Regions from separate parts of the Pan troglodytes genome. Here region 1 is linked to region 2. The links are chromatin contacts, called in public HiChIP or PLAC-seq maps. All regions are on one chromosome and are shown on one strand. The core of a region is the stretch at or near the end of the contact, and the rest is flanking DNA. Distances in the headings are between cores, read along the strand shown.

What was found. HiChIP or PLAC-seq counts read pairs in DNA pulled down with a chosen protein or histone mark.
Region 1: an H3K4me3 HiChIP or PLAC-seq map of stem cell-derived excitatory neurons shows a contact between it and region 2, with 3 times the contacts expected there. The contact joins the promoter of NUBP1 here to the promoter of EMP2 in region 2. A contact is called at or near these places in 1 of 7 Hi-C or Micro-C datasets (stem cell-derived neural progenitor cells) and 1 of 1 datasets of contacts at active chromatin or transcription factors (stem cell-derived excitatory neurons).

The regions. Positions count from the first base shown.
Region 1 is chr18:13,387,634-13,390,333 of NHGRI_mPanTro3-v2.0_pri, forward strand. NUBP1 (NUBP iron-sulfur cluster assembly factor 1, cytosolic) reads left to right here and starts at 1,415. Exons shown (of 11, transcript XM_016929394.3): 1 at 1,415-1,525; 2 at 1,604-1,708. The coding sequence starts at 1,507.
Region 2 is chr18:13,222,501-13,225,295 of NHGRI_mPanTro3-v2.0_pri, forward strand. EMP2 (epithelial membrane protein 2) reads right to left here and starts at 1,427. Exons shown (of 6, transcript NM_001105239.1): 1 at 1,344-1,427.

The DNA of each region.
Region 1 (2,700 bases), core at 165-2,664, 170 kb after region 2:
AGGCCGGGTGCGGTGGCTCATGCCTGTAATCCCAACACTTTGGGAGGCCAAGGCGGGCAGATCACGAGGTCAGGAGATCGAGACCATTCTGGCTAACATGGTGAAACCCTGTCTCTACTAAAAATACAAAAAATTAGCCGGGCGTGGTGGCCTGTAGTCCCAGCTACTCGGGTGGCTGAGGCAGGAGAATGACGTGAACCCAGAAGGTGGAGCTTGCAGTGAGCCGAGATCCCACCACTGCACTCCAGCCTGGGTGACAGGGCGAGAATCCGCCTCAAAAATAAATAAATAAATCAACAAACGTTTCCATATTCTTAGTGTCTGGGGCTAGGTAAAGTTTGTTCACTCATTAATATTCCAGGTGCCAAACCTGTGAGCAATGACACTCCAGTAGCAATGAGCATTTGTGGCATCCACATCTTGGTTTCTGAACTGTTGTCTGCTAAAAAGTAACCAAGGCTCCCTGAAGAAATGACTGCAGCAGGGAGAAGGGATGACTGAAACATCTTGTATCAGAAAAGCAAGAAAATGCTCAAAGAAGCTGGATTAGTGCCCAAAGAACACAAGAACTGTCTTGAAGGGGCTTCACTGGCCACATCTGGGGGAAAAAAAATCGACCAGAAAGAATAATAATTGATTATAAAAGACAATTTTTAAAAATCCAGGAATCCATAGTGAGTCTTCAAAAAAAAAGAAAAAAAGAGAGGGTATAAAACTGATATATATTTATCATATATATAATCTATAGTTTTATATATATATATACTAATGCTGCTAAAATCACTGAGTGAAAGGCTGATAGAGAAGAAGATGGTCCCAGAGAGTACCTGTTAATTACAAATGGAAGAAGGAAACATTAAATGGAGAAATGGGGCAGACACCACCTTTAGCAAGCGATCAAGCTTCACATTACCAAAAACGGGACAAACTGACATTATCCAAGTGTGTTCTGCAGGAAAAAAGAAAAATTAACCTTTATCTAATTACAAGGCAAGAGGGAGGGGAGGATTAGACAAATCAAGAATATGGGATATTCTATTAGACAACTGGTCTGGACCCGTCAAAATTATCAAGGTGATGAGACTCCCCCTAAAAAAAGAAGGACTGATCTGAATTAAAGGAGACCGAAGAGAAATAACTCCAGGCAGTGAGTGAATCCAGCAGGGGAGAGGGTCTAACAACTGAAATTGAAATATAAACTGTCTATTGGCTAATACTGCATTGGCTAGTACTGCATCGATATTAAATCTCTTGGGTATGAAAATGGCACTGAGGTCATGAAGAATGCCTTTGTTCTTAGGAGATGCACTGCAGAAGTATTTATGATAGGAAATCTCTGAAAAGGAACAGACGTGAGTCCCAGTCTTTCGGCCCAAGGTTCGCGCGTGCGCACAGCCCCCTCTTTCCGAGACTTATTTCGCGCGGCCGGAGAATCAGATTGTGCCCACAAGGCGGAAATGTACGACAGCGGGTTCCGGTGACCACGAAGGCGGCAAAGGCGACGGAATGGAGGAGGTGCCTCACGGTGAGCTCGCGGAGGGGGCGTGGGTCGCGGGGCGAAAGTGTCGCGAGCTGCTCTAACTGTGGTCTTGTCTCTGCGCAGACTGTCCAGGGGCCGACAGCGCCCAGGCGGGCAGAGGGGCTTCATGTCAGGGATGCCCCAACCAGCGGCTGTGCGCTTCTGGAGCGGGGGCCACTCCGGACCCGGGTGAGAAAAGGGCAAGGCCTCAACGGGAACTTAGAGGCGCAGGCCCGGAAAAGGCGGGGCGTGGGAGGGAGGGGGCGGGATCTGCAGAATGACTGACAGGGGCGGGCTAGAAGGTATTGTATTCGGAGAGGGGTGGGGCCCAGAAGGGGCGGGGCGTGGAAAGTGGGCAGGGTGACGGCGGAGCTTGGAATGACTGACAGGAACGAGGCCTTTAGAAGGCGAGCGCGAAGGACCTGGCGCGGATGGAGGGTGGAGACTGACCGGCGCGGAGTCGAAAGGGACATTAATTAAGAGGGTCGGGGGCAGAGGTTTGAGTGACAATAACCGACCGCAGAGAAAAACGGGATAAGCTTCGAAGTCGGGGAGTCTTCGGACTTACATCCTGGCTCTGCCAGCTACTTTCTTGACACAATTTTCTTCCTTTTGAGGAGTGATTCTCCCGCTCATTCAGCAGAAATGTGTTGATCGCCTCGTAGGTTTGGTGCTGTCCTGGGGACACAGCTGGGGATCAGGCGTGGTCACTGCTCTAGTGGAGTTTAGCTTTACAGGGGAAACAAACACGTGAGCTAGCAACTAAACCACCGCAGCTTTAAGTGCTGTGAAGCACAGATTCCAGGATGAGAGGACCCAGGGAGCCTGCTCAGAAGGACCTTAAAAAGCAGGAGGCAGGAGGACAATATTTTTTTTCTTTTTTCCCCCCTCTTTTTTTTTAGACAGAGTCTTGCCGTGTAGCCCAGACCGGAGTGCAGTGGTGTGATCTCGGCTCACTGCAACTTTCACCTCTCAGGTTCAAGCGATTCTCGTGCCTCAGTCTCCCGAGTACCTGGGACTACAGGCGCCTGCCACCACGGCTGGCTAATTTTTATATTTTTAGTAGAACCAGAGTTTCACCATGTTGACCAGGTTGGTCTCGAACTCCTGACCTCAAGTGATGCATCTGCCTGGGCCTCCCAAAGTGCTGGGATTACAGGCGTGAGCCACTGCACCTGGCC
Region 2 (2,795 bases), core at 177-2,676:
TCCTGGGAAACCAGGACCCCGTCCCTTCCTCGTCCTCTTTAAGCTTTCTTAACTGAAGGCCGAATTCCAGGAAGAGGTGCCCAGCAATAATGTGTCGGTTCTTAGATTTCTCTCTGATTCAGACTGGAGTGCAGAGGTGGCTAAAGGTGGCTTTTAAAATTTTTTATGATAAAATATGCATAACATCATAATCATCATTTTAACCGATGATAAGCATACAACTCAGTGGCATGAAATACCTTCACGATACTGTGTAACCATTGCCACTATGTATACCCAAAACTTCTTCATCCTCCCCAACAAAAACTCTGTCCCATTAAACAGTAACTCCCGGTTCCCAGGTACCCCCAGCCCCTGGCAACCATCATTCTACTTTCTGTCTATAAAATTTGCCTATTGTAGGTGTCTCATAAAAGTGGAATCACACTGTATTTGAACTGGAGGCTTCTTAAGTCCCTCTCCAAGCCCCTTATTTAGACACAGCTGAATTATAAGATCAAGGTGCACACACACACACACACACACACACACACCCCCTCAAAGCTTGGGAGGGGCAGTGCTCCCTTCCCCAAAACTGAAGCTGGCCTGGAGGGAGAGCTTTGCCCTGTGGTGTCTTCGGAGTCCCCATGTCCAGCCCCACATCTTCACCTAAAAGACCTCCCTGGAGCGTGCTCAGATCTCTGGATTTGGGGAGGGCGTAGAATACACACTACGAGCTGCAGCCACTCCTCCCTCTGGAACCCATGGGTGTGGTCTCGCCTCTTTAAAGCCCCCCAAGCCCTACTAGAGTTGGCAGGGAGAGAGGTGTCATCCCAGCAGCGCTTCCCGGCTCCTCCACCGTTCCTGACCCCCAAGAAGTCGCTCCTCGCCGCTCGGGGGCGCGACGGAGCAGCGGCGGGGGCCTAGAGGGGTACGCAGCCCAGGAGGACCCGCTGGCCCGGCCTGGCGCACCAGTCCTGCCCGCGAGGCGAGTCTGGGGACGTTGCCCGGGAATCCCTCACGCGACCTGGGGATCTCCCTGGACTCCGAGAGCCCCGGGTGTAAGTCCGGCGGGGCGAGGGGAGGCGCCCTGACTCCTCCCCAAACTTTTCCCGCCTGCTTCGGCTCAAAAGGCGTGGGAAGCTGTCCCGGGATGGCGAAGTGGAATTCTGGGGCCGGAGCGAGCGTGGCGCAGACCAGAGGTCGGCGGCATGGGTGGCACCTCGGCCCTCCCGTTACTGTCACCAATTCCGGGGGCTGCTCCCGGTCCAGTAAGTGGAGGGGTCGCGTCCCTGCTGCCCGGGCGTACACGATCCCGGGGCCCCCCGATGTCGCCCCGCGCCCTGGGTGCGCCCACAACTCACCCGGCGCTGGCGGCTGCGCTGGCGGCTGGATCGACGGACTGGCTGGGGGTGCGAGGCGAGGCCGCCGGGCTGTTTTGAAGCTCTGGGCTGGGACTGCGCGCCCTCCCTCCACCCTCTAGGCGGCGGGGCCCCTCCTTCCCCGATCCCGCCTCCCGGGCCGTGACGCCAGGAGCCAGGAGAGCCGAGTGGGAGGGGCCGCCGGCGAAAGGAGGGGGCCCTGGAGGGAAAGGCCGAGGCCGGGAGCGCCCTGGCGCCCCCCCACCACCGTCCCCGCCCGCCTCCCTGCGGCTCTGTGGCCAACTTTGGGGCGGAGCCGGTGGCACGGGCCCGGGGGAAAAGGGAGAAAGGGAGGCTCCTGGGAGCAAGGGGCTTCCCTTCTCTGCAGGTTTCCACATCCCTCTCGTTCTCTTTCCTCTCCTCTTCTCCCCTTTTCTTCCTCTTCGCTAAGGAGTTTTGGAATCCGGGCTCCCTGCTCTAGAACCCCTTCTGTGGCCTTTTATGAACTTCCTGAGCTCGTCCATAATCTCCCCTGTCTCAGTTTCCTCTTCTGGGAATGGGAGTGATTATAGGTCGGAAGGTGATAATACGTCCACAATGTTTGGCTCATGGTACCTGCTCCGTAGACGTCAGCCATTGTTATTTTTATCATCTCACCTGGAGTCCTGGCCTTGGTGCGAGATGCCCAGCAACCAGTCTTCAGACTCTTCCAGGACCCCCCGTTCACTCCCCCCACCCCACCAGTACACACACACACACACACACACACACACACACACTCACACAAAGCACTCCCCACAGCCTTTCAACCCACAGTCCTGGTATTTAGTGTCCCTGGAAATGACATCAAAGGAACTGCCTTTCTTTCCAGCCTCAGTTTCCCCATCTGGAAACTGGGAGGGCTGATCTGCTCTAGGGGCTCTTGGGAGGATGGGGGAGGAGACCAGAGGCGCCTGAGCCCCATCGTGTGTGTGTGGAAGGAGGGAGTGGGAGTCAGTGTATTTTTACAAATTGAAGAAATTCCAAAACAGGGTCACAACATATAACAGTATATTTTAAACTTTTAATTTAACAAGTTCATGTTACTTGCACATACCCCAGAATACAAGGCAATTGACTTGTGCTACTGACAAGAGAATGAGAAACCCTTTTAAGAAATGTTAATTTATTGTGCAATCCTGTGCTCTGGTTGGACTCCATGTTTGTATTTTCTGTTGAGCATCTTTTTTTAATCCTGCTGAGGAGCTCTGTCACGAGAGGGCCTTGTTGGCTCTAAATTAGAGATCCTTGGGGGATTTGAGATCCCCTCTAAAGGGCCACCCCCTCCCCCAGGCCTTGAGCTTCCCAAGTTGGCCTAGGGTCTGACCTGCCAAATCTCCTTTAATTCTACAGTTAACCAAGACTCCCATCCCCCAAGATAATTGTGTGTGTGTATGTGTGTGTGTGTGTGTGTGT